3 separate regions of the Rattus norvegicus genome follow, and regions 1 and 2 are each linked to region 3. A link is a contact called in public Hi-C data. All regions are on one chromosome and are shown on one strand. Each heading gives the region's core, a stretch centred on a gene start, on an enhancer-like site or on the middle of the called end of the contact. The rest is flanking DNA. Distances are from core to core; before and after follow the strand shown. Region 1 holds the start of Zim1 (zinc finger, imprinted 1). Region 2 holds the start of Peg3 (paternally expressed 3). Region 3 holds the start of Zfp78 (zinc finger protein 78).

The links. A called contact is a pair of places that touch in the nucleus more often than the background predicts.
Region 1: a Hi-C map of hepatocytes shows a contact between it and region 3, with 2.0 times the contacts expected there. The contact joins the promoter of Zim1 here to the promoter of Zfp78 in region 3. A contact is called at or near these places in 6 of 12 Hi-C or Micro-C datasets (Schwann cells, frontal cortex, hepatocytes and 2 more).
Region 2: a contact with region 3 is called in a Hi-C map of the A7r5 cell line, with 5 times the contacts expected there. The contact joins the promoter of Peg3 here to the promoter of Zfp78 in region 3. A contact is called at or near these places in 8 of 12 Hi-C or Micro-C datasets (the A7r5 cell line, the Rat2 cell line, Schwann cells and 5 more).

What each region holds. Positions count from the first base shown.
Region 1 is chr1:76,162,015-76,166,757 of GRCr8, reverse strand. It overlaps Zim1 (zinc finger, imprinted 1), which reads right to left and starts at 1,550. Exons shown (of 8, transcript NM_001107473.1): 1 at 1,471-1,550; 2 at 735-857.
Region 2 is chr1:76,129,677-76,134,193 of GRCr8, reverse strand. It overlaps Peg3 (paternally expressed 3), which reads right to left and starts at 3,200. Exons shown (of 9, transcript NM_001304816.1): 1 at 3,050-3,200.
Region 3 is chr1:76,556,572-76,561,079 of GRCr8, reverse strand. It overlaps Zfp78 (zinc finger protein 78), which reads left to right and starts at 3,095. Exons shown (of 5, transcript NM_001427789.1): 1 at 3,095-3,165. LOC134482884 (a long non-coding RNA gene) reads right to left here and starts at 3,411. Exons shown (of 2, transcript XR_010059559.1): 1 at 3,011-3,411.

The sequences.
Region 1 (4,743 bases), core at 301-2,800, 390 kb after region 3:
TCCTTCTGTAATGCCTGGCTGTGTGTCCTGAGGAGCGCACCACAATGCCCTCCTCTGAGCCAACTCTAGCTTCCTCCATTTCTTATCTTCCCTCCTCTCCTCCTGCTGTCTAAAGACATCCGGGGACTTGGTTGCTCTGTGGCTCACAAACTCAATTCCCAATCTGGATCCCCGCTTACCCTTCACCAGGCTCTGTAGTCTGCCGCACTCCCTGGGGCCGGCAGCTACATGTCAGGGAAAAGACACCTTTATCTGGTCCTTTCCACAACCTTAGTCCTAGAACAGGACATTTTGCCTGAACGGGACTGTGGGGCTGTCTTCTGGGCTTGGGTAGAAATTACCCAGGGTTTCGTAATGGTCACAGGCAACTAGGTAGGGGAGAAATGACTTGCCTGGTGCAACCTTGCCTTGAGTACCCACAGGTCTAGCTAATAGCCATCCAGAGAGCATATCAGTATGCTAGTGACCAAAATCATTGATCACATAGACCAGATCCTATATGCATATGAGCACTCAAATACACAAAAACACACCCAATGGAATAGAATCAATTGCATACAAATCAGGGAGATGCAACTCACAAACTATATACAGACCCAGACCATGTAAATTCCCATGATTGAGTCAAGCCCCAACTCCTTCAACCATCCCAACACATTCCCTGCCACACCACAGATATAAATACAACCTAAAATCTTCACAACCACCCTCTGCCAAGCATACAGTGAACTCACAGTCTGGGACCAGCTAGGTGGCTCAGCTGGTAAAGGCGATTGCTGCCAAACCTTACAACCCGAGTTCCATCGCTGGGACCCACATAGTAGGAGAGAACGGACTCTTGCAAGTTGTCCAAAGACCTACACACACACACACACACACACACACACACACACACACACACACAAACCCAAAATAAATAAATAAATAATTTAATAAAAAAAAGTCACACTCAAAATGCCGTTACATTACATCTACATTAGTAAACCCACAGAATGAGACACTGAGGCTCAACTACAGACACATTACCCAAAATACAAATACAGCCTCATACAATCGTCCGCACAGTTGGGCAGTTGGGCAAAGCTCACAACTGCAGCTCATATATGTACAAAAACAGATACGGTTACAAAGTAGAACACAAGCTCATGCACACCCACACAAGAAAACAATTTGAGTCTACCGTGTTCAAACAACCCAGCTAGCACCAACTACAACCACCCAGGCGAGACAAACTAAGCCACCCAAAAACTTAAAAGTTGTGGAAGAAAGCAGACACATTGCAGGGTCCAAGCCTCCCGAATCGGAGTTACACAAATCTCCATAACGTGACAAAAGTATCTGAGAGCTGTGCTACACTCTTCGCTCGCACACCCACTACCCAGACTACTGTCCTCTACAGAACTGTGACAAGGTAGGGACCCACCCAGCATGCCGATACCCTGTCCTCTCAGTCCTCTCCCGTGTCCTTGCCTTTAATCCTCGCGCTCGGTTCTCCAGCCGCACTCGCCTCCAGGCACCGCAGCCAGCGGTCACCCGGAGTGGAATGCCGCGGGATGACTTTCAAACCCAAGTCCCCAGCTCGAGGGCACCGCCCACAGGACTACAAGTCCCAGAAGCTCCCGTGCTGTCCAGCCTGAGGCTTCCCGTTTATGAAGCGTCCAGAGCCCGGACACAGCGCGCTTGGCCCTGTGGGAAATGTAGTCCCCAGCAAGACGAGCGCGCTACAAGCGCTCCTGCGATGCTCTGCCGCTCTGTGGCTCCACTTCTAGTGCTATTGAGCTATTGCGTCTCCTGGTGGAAAATTTTCCTTCGGTAGCAAAATTTCTAAATTGATAGAGGCCGATGGTAGAAAAGGAAAAGATTTTTAAGACTACGTAATGACACGCAGGGGAAAAGTGGTTTGGTTTGAGACAGGATTTAACTATGTAGACCAGCTGACCTCAACCTCAGGATGCCCTTCCCCAGAGCCTCCCAAAAAGCTGGGATTACTGGCATTCTTCTGTTTTTACTTCTTTGCTTCTGGACCTACTTTCATCAAGGTCACAGCATAGATTTGGGGGCGTATTTATCAACTGGTAGAAAAACTTCTCAGTTTCTACAACCGCCAATCTGGGCTAAGCTTCCCACTGTTGTACAGGGATTGTTATAGGATATGGAGGATGCATGTCAGGGGGAGGAAAATGTGTCCATTATACCTGCAAATATATCGTTAATGCTTCTTCATATCCACACCCTCTGTTGTAGGGTATGCAATTTCTCTCCTGAAGGTGGAATGCAAACTCCCTTATACCAAGACGTTTGCCTTAGCCAACAGAATGAAGTGGGTAGCACTGACACCAAGTGTCAACGGGGTTTTCACTGACTCTCTTGGTGTGGAGGTTTGAATGAAAATGGCCCCCATAGGTTCACAGGAAGTGGCACTATGAGGAGGTGTGGCTTCATTGGAATAGGTGTGGCCTTGGAGGAACAGCCAGGCTTTGAGGTTTCAGAAGCTCAAGTCAGGCCTAGTGGCTCATAGTTTCTTCTTGCTGTCTGCAGATCCTGATGTGGAGCTCTCAGCTATCTCTCAGCACCATGTCTGCCTGCACGCTGCCATGTGTCCTACCATAATGACAATGGGCTGAACCTCTGAACTGTAAGCCAGCCCCAATTAAATGTTTTCCTTTATAAGCGTTTCCGTAGCCATGGTGTCTCTTCACAAACCCTAAGACACGAGGTCAATCTGAGGACCCACAGCTGTGGAAGGAGAGAAAAGAATTCCACAAATTGTCCTCTGAGCTCCACAAGGGGACACACACACACACACACACACACACACACACACACACACACACCAAACAAATAAAAAATAATCTCTCACCTTCATTCAGATGGTGAGTGTTGTCAACTTGACGATATCTAGAATCACCTGGAAGATGGGCCACCCATCTGGGTGGAGGGTGATTATTTTGATTATGTTATCTGTGGTAAGTAAAGCCCATCATAACTGTGGGTGGAACGGTTCTCAGGTCAGGGCATCCAGGATTGTATGAAAGGGAGAGAGTGAACTGCTTGCACTCGTCACTCTCTGTATCCTCACCATGCCGGTGATACGTCCAGGTGCTTCAGGCTCCTGCTGCTTTGAATCCCCACCCCCACGTTCCCATGATGCTCCCATGATACTTGAATTTTGAGATAAAAATAAACTCTTTCTCCATTAAGTTGCTTTGATCGGAGTAATTTATCACAGCCACAGGAAAGGGAACTAAAGCTGAAATGCTATACCTAGGGCCTAGGTTAGCTCACAGCCAGTCAATCACCAGACATAAGAGCAGGCCAGTTTGGCCAGGCTGGTCAAATGTAAGCAGTGTCACCTAACCAACCTTGAACAAATCCCAGTACAGCAGTGTGAACAAGAAGCATTTGCGAGCCATTGAAAAGCTTTGTTGTTGTTTTGAGATAGGGTCTTTCTATGTCATCCAGGCTGGCCTCAGATCCAGAGACGCACCTGCCTCTTGAGTGCTGAAATGAAAGGTGTATACGATCATGCCCAGCTAGGGACATCTATGGCTTAAGGTTCTTTTGCGTTTATGTGTATGTGTATGTGTGCCTGAGTCTGTGAGTATACCCCATGTGTGCAGGAGCCTGTGAGGCTAGAAGATGTCATGGAATCACCTGGACATAGAGTTAGGTGGCCGTGAGTCACCCTGTACCTTATTATGACTACAGTTAACCACTACATGAAATGTGAAGGTAAGCTCATGCCTATTAGTATGAGGCTGGCATGGGTGGAGAAGGAGGATTTTGCAGAAGTCTCTGCTCCACTGAGGATGTGACATTGCCCTCTCTGTAGTAAAAGTGACTTTAATGTGACCAACCATTGCGACACCAGATGTCTGACTGAGGTAGGCAGAGTACCAGTCTTGGCTTCTTTCTTACTTTTCTGGGGAGGAAACTGGTTTGCTTGCCATTCCTGGTAACATATTGTAATTGTTCTCCACCTTACAACATCCCCACACTTGAATTAGAGTCAGTTTACATTCAACATTCAGTAATTCTTGGAAAGCTTGTTTTTCTTGGCCAACTAGTGGATTATTCACGCACTGTGGTTTGGGATGAGAGTCTCAGGGGCTTGTGTGTTAAAAGTGTGGCTCTATTGAGAAGTGACAGAACCCTAGAGAAGGAGGGCCGAATTCCTAGTTCGTAAGTCACTACAGTATGCCCTTGAAGGGAATTGCGGGACTCTAGTTTCTTTGTCACACTTTTGCTTCCTGTTTTGCAAACAGAGCGGTTTACTCTGCAAGCACACTCCCGTCCTCGACCACCCAAGCCAGCATCTCTAAGTGATGGAAGTACTTGACCTTTAGCAGTCATCTTGTTTGTTCATAAGTTAATTGTCTCTGGCATTTCACTATGGAAATGGAAGGGCAGGCCTTTCAGCCAGACTCTAATGAAAAACGAGGCACTAGGAACCAAGCTTCCCCAGGCCATGTGGCCTTATCTCTTCAATAACTCCAGCCCTTATCTATATGATCATTTACGGTGGTGGTTTGAATATGCTTGACTATAGGAAGTAGCATTATTAGGAGGTGTAGCCCTTTTGGAATGGGTATAGCCTTTTGGAGGAAGTGGGTCACTGTGTAATGGGCTTTGAAGGTTCCTGTGCTCAAGTTCTGCCCAATGGAGAATGAGACCCTTCTCCTGGCTGCCTTTGGATCTCTCAGCTCCTTCTCCAGCACCATGTCTGCCTGCAGGCTGCCACAC
Region 2 (4,517 bases), core at 1,951-4,450, 430 kb after region 3:
CTCCCTGAAGCTAGGCCCTGCTGTCATTCAAGATGACGCCTGCACAGTCAATACCAGATGCCCCCTTGTGGCCAACAAAGATGGCGCCAGGGTGAGGAAGGCACTGCGGTCAGTACAAGAAAGCCCCTCCTTCGGACCCGCCTCCTGCAGCAAGCCCAGATGTCATTCAAAATGACACTGGCAGAACGAACACCAGACGCCCCCTTGTGACCAACAAAGATAGCGCCAGAGCAGGCGGACTTCTGTGGCCCAGTCACTCAGAAAAAGCTCCTCCCTCGGACCTGCCCCCTGCAGAAAATTCAGCTGTCATTTAAGATTGCTCATGCACCATAAATGGCAGGGACATAAAAAATTCCATGGTGAACAGACCTGTATGGTCCCTTGGACCAGAGGTTCTTTCCTTCCCTCTGGCCTATCTCTAGTGGCCACTCCAGCGATTACTCAAGGTGACAGGAGTGCAAAAAATTCTAGACAACCCCCAACCATGACAAGTAAAGATGGCGCTCAGGTGGGCAGGATTCTGTAGTCCAGATCAGAGCTCCGCCCTCTGGCCCTCCTTCTGCAGCAAAACGAGCTGTCATTCAAGATGGCTACTGCACCATAAACGTCAGCAAAGATGGCGTCAGGTGGGCGGAGCTTCATGCTCATTCTGAATGCGGGAGACCACACCCCTCTGGCTGGCTTCTTTCAACAAGCCACTCCAGCAGTCATTCAAGATGCCACCCTCACTTCAGATACTGCCTCCCCATGGCCAACAACGGTGACGCTAAGGATAGACAGGGGTGTATTGCACCATCAGTCAGGGTGATACCCCTTTCTGGGGCTTGCCCCTAGCAAGACAGCTTAGCTAGCATATATGATGGCGCCTGCCGCCATAAATGTCAGCTGCCCCTTACGACCCACATGGATGTGGCTCTATGGTCACTCAGGACCATACATTCTCTCTCTCTAGCCTTCCTCTCACTGCCAACCAGTCTAGCTATCAATCAAGATGGCACCTTCACAGGTTACTTCAAACACTCCATTTATGCCAAACAGATGACGCCAAGGTGGTTTCCAATCAATCATGACAAAAAACTCCTCCCTCAGATCTATACCGCCCCCAGCCAGCTTGAGTGACATTCAAGATGGCGTCTGCACCATAAAGGTTAGCGGCCAGCTCTTGCTAGCAAAGATGGCGCCAAATTGGGCGGGGCTCTGTGGGCACTCAAGACCAGAGAGCCCCTCCCCGTGACCCGCCTCTTGCCACAAACAAGTTCAGCTGTCACTCAAAATGACACCCGCTGAGAACTTCACAGGCCCATAAAGCTGTGTGGCCACTTCAATCAACACCTGAGCCACTCCCTCAGGCCCACCCCCTGAAGACAGATGGGCTGTCATTCAAGACTGTGCCTCACCACATCAGCTGTCACTCTTCATAGCCCCGCCCCACCACTCCCTTTTCCACCAGCAGCCAGCAAAGATGGCGTCAGGGTAGGCGGGGCTTTGTGGTGACTCAGGACTATAAAGCCCCTCCTTATAGCCTGCCTCTTTGCAGCAAGCCCGTCCAGCTGTCATTCAAGATACCTGCAGAGCATAGAAGCCCCGCCCTTGGCCAGCAAAGATGGCGCCAGGATGGGAGGAGCTGTGAGGCCCTGTCACTCAGAATAGCCCCTCCCTAAAGCCCACCTCCTGCAGCCAACTGGGCTGTCACTCATGATGGCACTTATACAGTTGCTGTCTGTGGCGCGGGTATAACCAGCAAAGGTGAATAAGGCCCTGTTGTTTCTGTCAGTCACTCAGGACGACAGCCCCTCCCTCCGAACGACTGGGCAACATTTTTTAACTGTTCATAACCCTCATAGCGCTCCTCGTAAACGGAGTCAGATACAGCCCAGGGTCACAAGTCCTGTCAGTTGATGTTAATTTGAGGCTCTGCAACCAAAACCTAGCCACAGAAAAATGGCGCGTTTGAGCTTGCCGCTCCACCCATTAGATGGAAGGCCGCGAGGTGGCAGTATTCGTGCGGCAAATTAAGTATTGTGCCTAGCTCCAACCGATGCCGGGGGTCTAGGACACTAGGCTAGTCAGATAGGGCAACAATTGGGGTGCATCTTTACTGTCAACCAGCAAAGGAGGAGAGAGGAGATAGCACCCCATATACTCAAGCCATTTCGGCTTTTTAGTCTTTTCTTTAATGCAAGGTAAAGCCGCGCCTGCGCGGCAAATCGGCTGTCATTTCAAGATGGCGCCAAGTGGGCTGGGCCTGCTGAGTCCGCCACAGCCCCAAGTGGGCTAACGTCACTCGGTCTTAGCCCCACCCCTACCACAGGCAGCCAATCAAAATAAGCCTGCACAGCAAACCTGTTTCCACCCTCCAAGATGGCGCTAACTGGGTGGAGCTGAAAAGTATCTCATAGCCCCCCCCCGCCTCCACTTTGATCCCGCCCCTAAGCTGCCATCAGCCCCGCCCACCGCCACTGCGGCAAAACAAGACCCGCCCCCAAGAACATCGCCGAACAGTGCCGCGCATAGCAGTAGATCGCTAGATCGCGAAGACCCTGCCAGTTAGATGACCTGGCGATCGGGTTAACTGCATAGTCCTTAGACTCTGCTGAGCAAAGAAAATGAAACCACAGAAGAGGTGGCTCAGAGACGGCACTCTGATGTCCACTGTGGTGGTCTTGTGACAGGACTCCTGCATCATCTGCGTGGCCATCGGCCGCGCAGGCGAGACAGGGAGCCTGGATTCTCCCGGGATTCTGGGTGGTTCGCCTCTACAACCCTATGACCCTAAGATCGCGGGACCCTGAGGGTCCGAGGCCTCGACCTATAGAATACCCCTTAGATCCCTATCACCTAAATGGCATCTCTGCGGCAACACGGCCGCTCCGAGGTGATTCCCCCTTCCCGAAGGCGCAGTCTGCAGCCTTGTCAATCACCCTGGCGAGCCGTGATATGGTCTGCCGCCCCTGGCCCGCAGCAACGCACCCTGAACACCTTCTGAACTCTGCAGACGGTATTCAAAAGGGTGCATGCCGCTGGGCAGGCAGGTGGCCGGCTGACTCACCTCCCCGGAGCACCGCACTCTGCGCACACACCCCGACCAGGGTCGGCAGTCTAGTGCACCCACACTGAACCGGGCGCCCAGCGGCGCCACCAGCCCAGGGTGGACATCTCTCCGCTTCTCCTCCGATGCTCGTCCTCCCGCGACTCTTGACTCCCCAGCGTCTGCAGCAAGGGCTGCGGGACACCTCCTTGTCAGGGTCCTCTGCAGAGGCGGAGCTTCCTCTCTGACCAATCCGAGACCCCATTCCCCGCTTTGGGCCCTCACCACGCCTCCCACACCCTGCCAATCAGACTGCTGTTGTCAAGGCAACAGCTTGGCGCCAAGGCACGGAGTTGACGTCAACGGAGTCCGTGTTAGGGGCCCCCAAGCAGAGTCTGGAAAAGGGGGATGGGATGTGGGTGTGAAGGGATGCAGCCCCCCCAAAAGAAATCGGGGTGAATCAGAAATACCTACTAATGATGCCCCAATGCAAAACCTGAGAAGAGAGAGGGGAAAAGGACAAGCATATATTTGTCTAAAATCGGGAAAAAGGAAAAACCATGAAAAATCGAGGCAGAAACACATACGTTGAGGTCTAACCACGAACGATAAAGGTGGAAGAAAGGACTTTTCTGCCTGCAACACCCAAGTACTAAGCTAATTTCCTTAATAAACGAAGAGCTATTGGAAACCAGCAAGGGAAAGACAAAAGCAAACCAAAAAGGGGCAAAAGAGACTGCAAGTCACAGGACAATACAAATGGCTGGAAGAATCATGACCTGACTGTCTGCATAGCGAAACGCCAACCTGAGATACTGGGTGAAGGCGGTTTATGGCAGCGCGCTGAATCGCATGTGGTCACCCACCATTGCATGAATCCACTGCATAGAATAGCAAGAGATTGCAAGGGGAGTAAGCGGGTAGATTACCAAGCCCGCCTGTGATAGAAGACATCCCTGTCACCAGGAAAAATAACGGGGGTATCGCTGCCATAAAGGACCTGAATCGTAATAGATCCAGTGAAATAAAGCCCGCTGCTGAAGTTTGTAGAAACGAAATGGTAAGTGTTTTGTTTTTTTTTCCTTCTCATGTATTTCTTTGTTAAAAATATACAAATGTGGGCAAAGCTTATGAAACGATGTGCAAAAAAAAATTTTTTTTAAACTGGTTACCTCTAGGAAAAGGAATGGGGGAGGGGAGGACAGACTACGAAAAGATGATTTTGGCTTTATTCTCTGTGCCCATGAATTTCGTTGGCAGATAAATGATATTTCTTCCCTGGCAGTAAAATCGATGAATTATTAAAAGTTTGTTAATGTACTATTGATAGAACCATTTCACTGCCAAGAAATTTAAGGAAATAAGCGCAGGTGTGTGAAAGACTAATTACGGGGGTATTTACGGAGCATCCTTTCTTATGACTAAGAATGTACTCTGCAGAACAGAATTGAATTCCAGTAAATCCACAAATTGTATTTTTGTGTGGCTG
Region 3 (4,508 bases), core at 1,846-4,345:
GTCAGGAAAGATGTCTAGATGGTGAGACCAACAAGGAGGCTTTTATCCATCCATCTCTCTCTCTCTCTCTCCATCCATATCTACCCACCTACCATCTGCCTCCCCATCTATCAGTAATTCATGTCTATTCATCTACCATACTTCACTCACCTATATGTTCTCTCAACATTTCCGCAAGGAAAATAGCCTTTTGTTATTTATAAGACCATTTCAATCATTTATGAGTTTCTGTTAATGAAGTCATTCCATATTTTGCTTTGCTAATTTATGTTTTCTTCACTTCTGCACCTCCAGCTCCCGGGAGCTAAAAGTGTTTGGAAAAACGATTTCATGCTAGCCTAATCTGGCCTCGAACTCACTATGAAACCAAGGCTGGATTTGAATTTGTGGCAATTCTCCTGCCTGAGTGGAGTGCTGAGATTGCAGGAATCAGCCCCTACACTCAACATGGTTTGTTAAGGAGGCTTTTCTCAACTGGGGAGTTGAGACCTCTTTTGGGGGGCGGGGGTCAGCCCACCCTTTCACAGGAGTTGCATATTAGATATACTTCATATCAGATACTTACATTATGATTTATAACAGTAGCAAAATCACAGTTATGAGGTAGCAATGGAAGTAATGTTGTAGTGGGGGTCATCACAACATGAGGAACTGTATTAAAGGGTCGCAGCATTAGGAAGGTGGAGAACCACTATGTTAAGGTACTTTAGGTGATTACAGGGAGCTAGCTGGTTGCCAGTGGAACCAATCAAGGGCTAAGACAGCTGTAACTCACAGCTCTATCTTTGGAATGGGGGAGGATGGGAGGTGAGGGTGTGTGTGTGGGGGCCATGAGGTGCATAAAGGTAACACTGACTTACAGTAGCCTATGACTTCATCAATCATATCTAATGAAGCCTCAGCTTCTCCTGCCCCCTACCCCCTAGCAATTCAAGGCTTTCAGAAAGACCAAGAAGAATACAGCCATGTGCTAGGAGAGTGACACACTTCAACCCTGTGGGGTGAGAAGCTCCAATTCTTAGGGTCCTTCTGGACTTTGTCTTCGATTTGTTCATTTGTGTCCTTTAAGGTCTCCTATAGTAAACAACAAGAAGAAAAATCCTGCATTTCCTTGATATCTTTCATGCTAGCAAATTAATAGAACTCGAGAAGCGAGGGTGGTAGACACCCCAGTTTAGAGTCAGAAACACAGGCAAAACAACTGAAGTTTGGGAGTTCCATCACAAACAGTGGGAAGTTTTGTAGGGACAAGCCTTCAACTCCAGGTAGCATCAAGATTGAATTGATGACAACCAGGATATATCTTTTATGGAATAAGTTTTCAAAGATGTTGAAATGTTATCTGAAGAAATTAGGAAATATCTGATACACCCTTCCTACTTTATATTTCTTTATAGCCCCTCCCCTACTTGTCAGGTCTGTATCTGTCGAAATTAAGATTTAAGAAGCCAGGGAATTATGTTTGCTTCTTTTTCCCCCCTCTCTTCACCCAAGTGACCTTGTCTTATTTGTTTCAGCTTTTAATACAACTATTGATTTCTTGATCCTTCAAAACAGGGATACTTTTTAGTTTGGCAAAAGGCAGAAAAAAATCTGACTGTTGTATTTTGGTTCCTATGACGTTGTCACATTCGCTGCTTCCAACACTAATAATGACATTTCCATTTTGTAGGTGAAACATATGCTGGTTTGCTGGTCACGGAGGTGATGAACATGAGTGAGAGGGAGGAGACAATCAGATACAGAATAGTGGCTGTTCTTGTGGCAAAGCTTAGCTTGCAAAGGTCAAAATTCCAAGCCTGGAGTCGTGGAGGCTTACACCTTTAATCTCAATTTGGAAGATGGATTCGGAAAGATCAAGAGTTCAGAGTCATCTTTGGCTGTTTACCCATTTTAGAAGTTAGTCTGGGCTAACCACCTCAAATCTTCTCTCTCTCTAAAAAATCAGAGTCTCAAAATCTAACAATAAAGATCGAGCATAGTTAAGTAATGAACAGTGACATCAAGGAGATTGATGGATGAATAGTGTGAGGATCCGCAGCAGCTGGTACCTAGAGACATTGCTGGTCTCCATGAAAGATGGGAAGCCTAATGAAGAGCTGGAGCAAGAGTCGCCCTAAGCGACAAGGCCAGGAACCCTAGGCAACACTTCTGCATAATCACGCACTCAGCCACACACTGTCCCAGCTCTCATCCCTTCTGCCACCTGTTGTAGTAGAACAGCCTTAAATTGTGCCCTTCTCCTCGAGCCCTGTCCTTTTCCTCTGACTCGTCTGAGAACCCGCCCCTTCTCCTTCAAACCGGTGCTCTCTCTAGGACTGCTAGGAGGACCGCCTTACTGGCTAAGCTCCGCCCCTCCCCTCAGAGTGCTGTGAATCCTCCCCTTTTCCGCTTAGCGCCTCCATTACCAGACACTACGCTGAGACCCTGCTCTTTGGGCTCAAACCCCGCCTCTTACCTCATATTCTGCTGAGGACCCGCCCTTCTCCACTGAGTCCCACCCTCAATCTAGATTCTGAGAACCAGCCCCTTCTCCTAGCCGCGCCCTCACCTCAGACTGAGCGAAGAACCGCCCTACTCGCCCCACCACTTACTTCGGATTGCTGAGAACCGCCCCTTCCCCCAAGCCCCGCCCTCACCTCGGGCTGCCAGTACCAACCCTACTGCCTAAGCCCCGCCCTCACCTCGGATTCGGCTGAGAACCTGCCCCTCTCCCAAGCCCTGCCCTCACCTCAGACAGCTGAGAACCCGCCCTACTTGATAACCCCGCCCCTCACTAATACTGATAAGCTCACGCCCCTTCTCAGTTTAGCACAGCCCTCTCCAGGGACTCCGCTGAGAGTCCGCCCTTTCTCCACCAAGCCCCGCCCCTTACTCCAGATTCTGCTGGGAACCTTCCCTAATAAGTACAGCCCCTCACAATAAACTTCTGAGATCCTTGCTCTTCTCTGCTTAGCCTTGCCTTCACCCTCAGACTAAGAAACTGTTCTCCGTAAGACCAGTTTCTCACCGCAGACTTCGCCGAGTACACGCCCCTTAAGCCCCGCCTTTCTCAGATTAGGTTTTTCTGTTGTCGCTGGCACAGGCTGCGCTTGCGCACATTTAGCTTGTATGACACCTCCCAGCGTCCCTCGGTTGACAGCGTCTGGATAAGGTAGCTGGCGGGTGAGTTGAGGCTCTTGTTAGGGAGTAGGAGCCCGAGCGCTGCGGGGAGGGGAGATCCTCGTGGTCCCTGTGTTTTCTGTCTGGAGGTAGGCGGGCGGTTGCGTGGAATCTGGGGGGCGCGAGGGCTCAGACGACAGGCGTCCGGAACTAAGTCTGTGCTTGGGTGTGCCAGGCCGGCGTGTGTTTGAAACGGACTGGGTTGTGAGTTTTCAGTGTGAGAGAGGGAGACAAGTCTCTCAGAGAATTAAGTGCTGTGAATGTGAGAGGAGTGTGAAACGTATGGTAGGTCTGTCTTCTGGTGATCTGCATTACAACACTTAAATGCTTGGAATCTCCAAAGTAATAAAGATCTTGTTGACCGCTCTTGATTGGTGGCTGACAGACTCAAGGTAGCTTCACTAAACGGGATTAGATGATCGGTCCCAAACCCCATTGAGGAGAGGAGAGGAGAGGGGCTGAAGGGTAAATTGATCACTAGAGGCCAGCCCTTTTGTTGATGTTTTGAGACAGAGTGTCATATACTCCAGGCAGTCTCAAACTCTTTATGTAAGTAGAAGATGACTTTGAAACCCTGATCTTCCTAAGTCTATCTTTCAAATGCTGTCTGTGATTACTGGCAGGTGCAACCCACACTCAGATAAGTGAATTACACAGCCATAGAAACTCAAAAGGAAAGGATTCAAAGAGCTTTCTGACAGGGGTATCCCTGCATAGAAATCTTGAGAGACGGTTGAGTGAAGCTGGGAATTTGAAGACTGGATTGTGTTGGAGACTTCAAGATGTTGAAGATGGTAGAGTCATGGGATAGCTGCATCCTAAGCATGGAACCAGCCTGAGAGAGAGAAGTACACAGTGGTCAACAAAGGTGAAAAGATTTGGAGATCTGACTGACATGGAGATGCAGAATTTAGAGTTTGCCCTGCTTGTTTTCGGTCTTTTCTTTGATCCAGTATTGATTTCCTCACTGTGCTCCTTTTCCTCCCTTTTGGAATGTGTTTTTAAAGATTTATCTATTTTACTTGTATGGGCATTTGCATATATATACATACATATACATATACACATATACATATGCATATACATACATATACATATACATATATACATATACATATACATATATACATATATACATATATATATATATATATATATATATATATATATATATATATATATATATATACCAAATGCATGCCTGGTACCATGGATGGATCTCCTGGAACTGGAGTTGCAGGAAGTTGTAAGCTGCCATGTGGGTTCGGGTAATTGAACCCTAATCCTCTAGAGGAACATCCAGTGCTCCGAGCCACTGAGTCATTTCTCCAGCCCCATGTCTGGAA